Regions from separate parts of the Sus scrofa genome. Here region 2 is linked to region 1. Evidence: chromatin contacts called from public HiChIP or PLAC-seq data. All regions are on one chromosome and are shown on one strand. Each heading gives the region's core, a stretch centred on a gene start, on an enhancer-like site or on the middle of the called end of the contact. The rest is flanking DNA. Distances are from core to core; before and after follow the strand shown. Region 1 overlaps CHST15 (carbohydrate sulfotransferase 15). Region 2 has its middle 43 kb from the start of OAT.

Region 1 (4,638 bases), core at 1,325-3,824:
GCCCAGGCCTGCCTGACCCAAAGCCCACAGACCCAACGGGACGTGGTCCCTGGCTTCAGAGTTTAGGAGTGGAGCCAGATCAGCAGCAGAACAGAGTGGGTCACTATTCTGGGTCACTAGCCATGTGAGCTGATGGTTTGGGGGTTTTGTTTAGAATTTTTTTTTAAATTGTTTTAAGTGCAGATGAGTGATTTGAAGGCATTACGTCAGCTCTGTTACAGAACTACATAAGTTACAGGAGACTGGAAAGCACGTACACACGTAATAGAGCAGGAAACATTCAGGACGAACAGGGGAGCAGCCCCGGCACAATCAGGAAACCCACACGTGTGTGCACGGAGCACCACGCCGGGCGTCTGCACACCACAGCAACAATGAACGGGTGTTCAGACATCTGTCATAATTCAGTCCTCACTTCCTGAGCTTCGACACTTGGAGAAGCTAAAATTCCTTGGTCATTGCAAGTAGCTCATTCAATTTTACCAGTTTACCTCTGCAGCGATGCTGGGCTTATTGATCTGATTGGCCTTCCCTCCAGGTGGGGGGAACCCTGCGGGTTTTACCCCAAAGGTCACCAGTTCGGAGAGACCACCCCTCATGGTTGGTTTCTCTTTTTGTCATATTTTTGTTCATACCATTTTAAAAACGAAATATAATCCACACACCGTAAAATTCACCCTTTTAAAAATCCGCAATTCAGTAGCTGTTAGTATATGCGTGACCTTACACGGCCACCAGCACCATCTAATTCCAGGACATTTTCAGCACCCCAGAGGGACTGTTGGCTTTAACCTGTCAGTCCCCAGAGGGGCCACTGTCAGCAGTTGCTAAGATCCCCAAGCCCAAAAGGCCCAAGGAAGCCTGAGCCTCAGTGTCAGGGCCGCGTGGCCAAGTGCAGGCTGTCGGAGGCCTGGAGCTGCGCCGTCTCCTGCCACGTACTGCCCACCCAGCAGACCTCTCAGAGAGCCATGTGTGGAGGAAAGCCCTGGGGCAGATGCCGAGGCTGGGGACAGAGGCTGAGGCTGGGGGCAGACGCCAAAGCTGGGGACGGCTGGGAGCAGCTGACAGCTCCTGGACCAGCTCACCCCAGGCCATGCTGGCCCCGGCTCCCTGTGCTCCCAGATTGCCCCCAGCTGGTGCTGTGAACAAATGGTCATCTTTCCTCACCAGCAGCTCCCAAAGTGGACACACCATCTTCCAGTCCACCGCCCATGAGAGCACAGGGCCCTGCGGCCTCCAGAGGGTCGAGCACACACGATACCAGAGCGACAGCTAGAGAGCCCTCGTTACTCTCCATCTGCTGGCATCCAGATCCAAAGCACTGGTCAATAACCCCCACCCTCTGATACAACGCCATCAATAATGATTATAGATATTTTTTCCTACAAGAAAAAAGTCATTTCATGTAGCTGGGAAGGAGGCCCTTTCATCCAATGACTCACAAACCGTGAACATCTCGTCACAAGGGACAGTGAAGCAGGACCAGCTAATTTGGAGGAAACGTCAGCGTCACCTCAGACTGTACCTGTAGGTGACACTGATGAGGCTCATTTTCTGCCAGAAAAGAACATCCAGGTTTGGGCCTAAAAAGGTCAATGTGGCTGCCAAGCTTTGGGTTCCCCGGGGGCCACCTGGGCCGTGTCTTCTCCTCCGCTTGAGCACAAGCAGGATTCTGGGCCCACCTCTGTTTCTTCCTGAGCATCTGCTCTCGGGCCTTGGCGGACATCCAGGGGTGGTGGCAATGCCAAATACACCCTCCATTCTCAAGCCCCGTGTGGCTTACAAAGCACTGTCACATGATCCCGGTACCCGGCGTCTCTACAGGTGAAAAAGGTGCACAGAGGATGGGCTGCCACTGGGTGAGGCCGCAGCAAAGCCAGGCCTGCTTCCCGCCGTGGGGGTCTTACTGCAGAGTGACGGCCACCAGTCCCCTGGCTGACCAGTGCGTGATAACCCGCCCTCGATAATCAGCCCCAACTCTCCGTACCAGGTTCCCCAACTCCACCTGGAGGCCCAGCCTCGGCGCCCGGTGCCCCCACCACCTCTGCAGCCGCTGGCTCTTCTTCCCAGCCTTCCTTGCCCCACAGACCCGCCCTTTGCAAACAATCCATGTGGGAATGCTCGGGCCAGCCAGTGGCTTTGTAAACACTTCTCCCCAAAATAAACAGTGGTAAACACAGGGGAGTCTTCAGCACGATGGTTTTTCTCCCACCAGTAACGAGATGTGGGCCCTCCCTAGGTGGTCACTCCTGAACGGTCTTCAGAGACACCCGCAGACAGGCCCGCATGCCCTGGCCAGGGCTTGGCCAGCTCCCCCTTTCTGCCCTGGGCAGCTCACAGTGCAGCCCTATAAAGTGACCTCGTGCAAATTTGGGGGCCCATAGAAAGATGTGTCAATGACACCTGGACAGGCAGCTTCTGAGAAGCGAAAGCATGAATCCACCGGGAAATTAACAAGCGGCTTAGGACACTCGCTGCTGTCTTCCTCACAACTCAACGGCGGCTTGTGATCCTTAATCCTCCAAGTCAAGCCCACAAGAGGAAAAAGAGAAGCTAGCAGTGCTGGCAGCCGGGGTGGGGCGGGGAAGGGAGAAGGACCGGAAATCCATCATGACCTTGACAATTCTGTGCTGCCCCGCCCCCACTCTATCTCTTGCCCACAGGGAAGTTCTCCAAATTTCCCTTTGAGATAGTTACATTAATATTTAACCCATTCGTGCTAAGAACAGCCTGCTTTTTAATCCTCCTGCATATCTGTTACAGAGAACACATCACATGGCAGCAGCGTGCCAGGGCTCCTCTTCCGTCTGAGAACATGTCTCTGGCACCAAATTGGTACTTCCAGCAACCTGGAGAAGCTGGGCTATTTGGAGGAGGTTTTCGCCACCGGCTGAGTAGCTAGACTCTGAAGTCAGAGGTCCAACAATTCAAAACTGATGCAAAAGCATCCATGGGGAGTTCCTGCTATGACACAACAGGACTGGTGGTGTCTCTGCAGCACTGGGATGCAGGATCGATGCCCAGCACGGTGGGTTAAGGACCTTGCATTGCCACAGCTGTGGCATAGGCCGCCACTGCAGCTCGAATCTGTTCCCTGGCTTGGGAACTCCATATGCTGCGGGGCAGCCAAAAGAGAAAAAATAAATAAAAATCAAAAGCATAGATCGGGCTCAGCTCCTTGCTACACAGCAAGTCGCTGCCCTGGGTGAGCATCCTGCTCTCACCACTGAGGAGAGAGGGGAGTCCAGGCTTAGGCACCCGCACAGACTGGTGTCCTCACTGCTCGTGGAACTTTGCAGAAGTGGGAGCTGACCTGCCGATGGCTCACAGCTCAGTCCCTACACTGAAAAGACCTGCCCCACATAAGGTTAAGCCCCTTCAGGGCAGACACAGCCAATGGCTGGTGGGTGGGCGATGCCTCGTGAAAGGGCCACCGTGGCTACTTTGCTCCCATGGGGGTGGCTGAGAGCCCTGTTGTGCCTGCATCGTAGCTCAACTCCTCCATCGGTCTTTCCCGCTACCCTCTCAGGGTTGTCCCAAAATCACTCCCCAGGAACCTCCTACACACAAAAGGCCACCTCAGAGTCTGCATCCCAATGACTGACCTAAGACAGAGGTGAAAAGCTTGGATCCTCAGACCGGCATGGGATCAAATCTCAGTCTAGCCACTTACTAACCAGGTGACAGTGGACAGGTAACTTAACCCCCCTGAGATCACACAGCTCACCTGACACATCCTGACAACCCTTTCAGCTGCTTGCACAGTTCAAAGGAGGCAATGCCTGCAAGGGGCTTAGCACAGAGCCATTTGCAGTATGTGCTCAACTAGCACCAGGTCCCCTCCCTCCACTAGATGGGGACTCCAGGTGGGCCTCGGACAGGAAGGGCTTTGCTCCGCAGTGGATGCGGTGCATCTAGCACTTCAACGACGATGCTCCATCAATGCGAGTGAGGACATGAGGGCTCAGCTTGGTTACTGTTATCATTATTTGCTGCTACTTGGCTTAATAATACCAGCGAATAATAACAATATTTACCACTTGTCCAGCACTGTTTCAACATACTACACATATTAAGATCTATAATTCTCACAACCCTAGAGGTAGGACTATTTCCCCCCATTTCACCACTGAGGAAATGAGGCACAGAGAGGTTGACTAGCTTGCCCACAGTCACAGAGCCAGGAAGTGGCAGAGCTGGGATTTTCGAATCACAATGATCCTGGGTCCCTGCTCACCACCCACGCACCCCACCATCCACTCTGGAGATGGAGTGAAATTCTTCTGGACCAGCTGGCCCACATCCTGGCTCATCGTTCTGTCTGAATGACCAACTGCACATAAAGGGACATATTTCATTAAAAGCCGCATTCCTTCCATTCCTAGTTGATCTTCATAAGTAGAGTAAGTGTTTAACCAGTCCAGTGGGGTTGTTTTCAAAATCACTTCTAAAAGCAGGGGAAAGAAAATTCCCAAGGTTCCAAAGCCAAGGCATTTGGGTCAAAATCAAGGTCTCCTCTTAAGGGAACCGAGTCCTCTTCCCTTTTGACGCATCGTCAAACGACGGGACAACCAAGGGCTCCTGAGGCGGCTGTGTCTGGGGCTGTGCTCAGGCTACACGCAGAACTAAGACCAAGAG
Region 2 (4,570 bases), core at 1,890-4,389, 300 kb after region 1:
CCTCTGGCCCAGCCCACCTAGCCCACCCAGCCCTACGCCCCTCGGCCAGGGGTACCACCCCAGGTGAGGAGCCAGAGGCTGCAAGGCGAGCTAATTTCCCCGAGAACACGTCAGCTGTCCTGGGTCCGAGGGTTCCATGCTCTGCCCCTGCCTCCTCGCCACAAAGCCCCCAAGGAGCCCAGCCCACCCTGAGGTGGTCCCCAGAGACCTCTGGGACCACAGAGTCCAAGAAAGACCACCCAGGGAACACCCCGACGGCAGCCAGGCTCAGTTGCTGTCTGAACACTGCTGAGTGTGATTTCTTGGCAATTAGATGCTTCGGTCCTGAGAATTGTGGAGAATGGGAAGGTGCACCCCTATTTCAGGCATCCCTTGGACAGCGAGGGGTGGGCACGGACCTCCTGCAGCAGCAGCAAAGGCCAGAACTTTTTGGAAGGGGCACCCTCAGGGGGTGGCATTGGTTTACCTTCCCAGCAATTATTTACTTTTTGAGGATGAAAGACTAAGACATGGGGGCACTGGGATAAGGCTGGAATAGCTCCCAGAGCACAGGTGCCCAGGAAGTGCCCAGGAATCTATGGCAGAAGGACAGGATGGACGGATGGAAGGCAGGGAGAGAAGGACAATAAACAGAAGGAGGGAGGGAGGGAGGATCACGCAGGCGTACAAACAATCCAGGTCTGGCAGGCACACCCACCGAGCAAGGCCCTGTGACAACACAGTGCGTTTCATGCACACGTCCGGCTATGAAATAAACCCGTTTCATCTAAACACGTAGCAAGCCGAGCACATCTTAGAATCTTGCAGGCAAATGAAACTTACCCTTTAAGCACCAGTCTTTGTATTTTAACCCATTAGGATAAAAACGCATTGCAAAATGTGCTAATGCTCCCGCTTTTCATTACCCACAAAGACCAAGCCTGATGATGTTTTCACAAAAGGGACATCACTTGGGGCCATTCGTGTCCCCAAGGGTTGGAACCTTGGGCCTGATGGTGCAACCTGCCTGCCCCCAGCCCTACAGCCTCATCCCTCCCCGCTCACCCCCACCCTTCTCCCCTGAACCTCATTCTTCTGTCTCTGACCCCGGCGCCTTCTCTCAGGCTATTCCCTAAGTCAGGACCAACCACTCTCTCCAGGACACTGTGTTGGTTTGGTTCCTCACCTGCTTCCACCTACATTCAGCCAAAATCCTGGGCTCGATCCCCTGGGTATCCCATGCCCAGGTCTGAGCCGCTCAGTCTGTGTTTAGACCAGAAGGGCTGGTTCCCACCTGCCTTGGGGGCCTGGCAGCTACTGCCGGGGAGAGGGGAGGTTCCCAGCTCCCTGGAGGGACCTGACTCCCATCATGGAGCCAACAGAGGTCCGAGAGCTGTCACTTGGCTCAAGATACAAAGCCCTCAGCAAGGCCTGGCCTGTGATGGGGTAGGACGCATGAAGATGCTGGCTAGGACCTCAGCTCGGAGAAGACGGGGCTGGATGTGGCCCAGGACCGTCTGCCCTCCCAGCTGAATGAGTTTGTGTTCGCAGGACACAGGAGCGAGGGCAGTGGTATGAGAAAGACTTTTGCCCGAAATGCCTGTCCAGCAGCCTCCCCGTCACCCCCAGACCCTCTGCGCCTTCCTGACACTGCAAGATCCAAGTGCCCGGGGCTTGGTCCTTGACCCTCTTCTCTTGTCTCTCCACCGTCAACCTTGTGACTCTCATCCAGTTTCAAGACCTTAAGACTCTGTATGTCAGAGTTCCTGTTGTGGCTCAGCAGTTAACAAGCACAACTAGGATCCATGAGGACGCAGGTTTGATCCCTGGTCCCACTCAGTAGGTTACGGATCCGGCGCTATCGTGAGCGGTGGTGTCGGTCGGTCGCAGGCACAGCTCTGATTCAACCCCTAGCCTGGGAATTTCCATATGTAGCAGGTGCTGCCCTAAAAAGAAAAAAAAAAAAAAGACTGGATGTCAAAATTTTCCAGAAGCTCCCGTCTCAGTGGTTAACAAATCTGACTAGCATCCATGAGGACACGGGCTCGATCCCAGGCCTTGCTCAGTGGGTGGGGGATCTGGCATTGCTGTGAGCTGTGGTGTGGCTTGCAGGCGCGGCTTGGATCTGGCATTGCTGTGGCTGTGCTGCAGGCCAGCAGCTGTAGCTCTGGTTTGACCTGTAGCCCAGGAACCTCCATGTGCCTCAGTGAGGCCCTAAAAAAGCAAGCAAGCAAGAAAATTCCCGCATTGACCCTTCCAGCCTGATCCCTTCCCTGAACTATCCAGCTGCCTATTCACACATTTCCACTTGGGTGTCTGACAGATACCTCCGTCAGCCCAAAAATGAGTGGCCCAAAAAATCAAGGTTTTGTTTCTCTCTCTCTCTCTCTTTTTTTTTTTTTTTTTTTTTTGCTTTTTGGAGCCACACCCACAGCATATGGCAGTTCCCAGCCTAGGGGGTGAATCAGAGCTGCCACACACAGCCATGCCAGATCCTTAACCCACTGAGTGAGGGCAGGGGTCAAATCCACATCCTCATGGATACTAGTGGGTTCCTTACCACCGAGCCAGCACGGGAACTCCAGGCCTTACTCCTCATGATTCTCTTGGTTGGGAGCTTGGGCAGGGCTCATCTGGGCGGTTCATCTGCTCTGCGTGCTGTCAGCTGGAGTCACTCCCAAGGCTTCATCCTTCCGGGGGCTCAGCTGGGGCTGGAATGTGGAACGAGGTCCTTCTCCCAGGTCTGGAAGTGGGTGCCGCCTGTGTGTCCACCAGCTTCTCCTCTGGGAATCTCTCCCAGCCACTTACAGCTCAGCGCCTGGCTCCCAGAGAGCAAAGCCAAAGCTGCCGGCTCTTCAAGGTGAGGCCAGGAATGAACACGGCCTCCTTTCCCCCCCTCTCTAGAGATCAAAGCGAGTTACAAACCCGGCCCTAATTCAAGGGCGGGGGAGAGGAAGGGAAGCCTTGGCCTCCTGGTGGAACGGGGGGCGGGGGTGGAACAGCAGGGCAGGGCTTGTCCCCCGTCCTCTTTGGAAACTGTCTACCAGGACGAGCCAGACGCCTGGCTGACATCTGCTCCGTCACAAGTCCTGTTGGCTCCGTTCTCAGAAGCCATGTGGGATCTGACCACTTCCCTCCACCCCCACGGTGCCCAGCCTGGTCTGAGTCACCAGCATCCTTACCCCATTTCCTGGTCAGCCTCCCGAGAGAGCTCCCTAGTTCTCCTCTTAGAGTCTCTTCCCAACACAGCAGCTAAGTTGAACGTTCTAACCTTGAGGTCAAATCATGTCACTCTTCTCTTCACCCCTCCCTGTGGCTTCCTGTTTCCCTGGGAGGGGACCCAAAGCCCTTGGGATGGCCCCAAGGGTGCCTGCAACCCCCACGCACCATCTGGCATTACCACTCTGACTTGGTCTCTGACAATCGTGCCCCTCAGGCCCAGCCCTCCAGCCAGCCTGGCCTTTGTCCATCCAGAGAGCGCCCTGCTGCCTGCGAAGCATTCTCTTCACCAGAAGCAGCTACGTGCAGGGCCCAGTGCAAAATGAAAATACAGGCCCTTGGAGAATCTGCTGTGGCTCAGCAGCAACAAATCCAACTAGGATCCATGAGGACGAGGGTTCGATCTCTGGCCCCGCTCAGTGGGTTAAGGATCTGGCGTCGCCCTGAGCTGCAGTGTAGGTTGCAGAGGTGACTCGGGCCTGGTGTTGCTGTGGCTGCGGTGGAGCCTGGCAGCTACAGCTTCGATTCAACCCCTAGCCTGGGAACCTCCATAAGCCACAGGTGTGGCCCTAAAAAAAATAAAAGAAAGAAGATACAGGCCCTTGTTCCAAATGACTACGATTTGCAAGGAGGCAACAGGAGAGCATTAAACCAAGAGCAAGGAAAAGTGCAGAAGGTATTAAACGTGTAATCTGGAGCCCAGGGTCCCCCAGCCCCGGGAGCCCCAAAGGGCCCGTCAGGACTCAAGGCAGAGCCCAGCAGGATGGGGCTGAGGGGCAGCAACACCAGGGCTCTAATGAGAGGCTCACAAAACCTGTGAGTCGGCCACCGCAGGTCCCAACCCTGCGTCTGAGTCGGGCCAGACTTAACGACCTGGGCTGGAGTCGCCACCAACATAAAGAATCTTGTTCCCAGCAATTTTTACAAGGTGTTTATGGCCCCAGGACAACCTGGGGCTGAGACTCAGCTTAGGAGGCGGCTGCCCAGACAATGGGGACAAAGAGTCAGGTCAGCACAGGGCCCTGCAGAGCCGAGGCCATTCACCCCCTATGCAGGACGGGGGATTGGACCCTCACCCTGTTACCTGGCAGCCCCCCACCCACCACTCAACCTTGAGAAACACCTTCCCCCCCAGCAGACCAGAGTGGGTACCCCACACTGTACCCAGATTCCTGGGGTCTGGGAGGTCTACCCCCACCAGTGTTTAAACACAGCCCCAGAAAACACCAAAAACAAGGGGGTGGGGTCTCTGAGTCACTGCCCCCAACAGCACCAAGGACCCTGGGAATGCTCTCTGCTCCCACAGGCCTCCCCATCAACTCGATCAGCCCACATGCTTCATAACAGTTCATCCAATGTTGCATTCCCGCTA

What was found. HiChIP or PLAC-seq counts read pairs in DNA pulled down with a chosen protein or histone mark.
Region 2: a contact with region 1 is called in an H3K27ac HiChIP or PLAC-seq map of alveolar macrophages. The contact joins two enhancer-like sites. A contact is called at or near these places in 2 of 2 datasets of contacts at active chromatin or transcription factors (alveolar macrophages and skeletal muscle).

Annotation. Positions count from the first base shown.
Region 1 is chr14:133,478,862-133,483,499 of Sscrofa11.1, forward strand. The region is part of intron 5 of CHST15 (carbohydrate sulfotransferase 15); the gene reads right to left. Among named protein-coding and RNA genes, the nearest start is that of CHST15, 64 kb to the right of the region's middle. Within about 2 kb of position 2,575, at least 7 of the 83 cell types and tissues checked have an H3K27ac peak or open chromatin away from gene starts, as enhancers often do. A contact at or near this core is called in alveolar macrophages, where this site is marked.
Region 2 is chr14:133,779,197-133,783,766 of Sscrofa11.1, forward strand. No RefSeq gene overlaps it. Among named protein-coding and RNA genes, the nearest start is that of OAT, 43 kb to the right of the region's middle. Within about 2 kb of position 3,140, at least 12 of the 83 cell types and tissues checked have an H3K27ac peak or open chromatin away from gene starts, as enhancers often do. A contact at or near this core is called in alveolar macrophages, where this site is marked.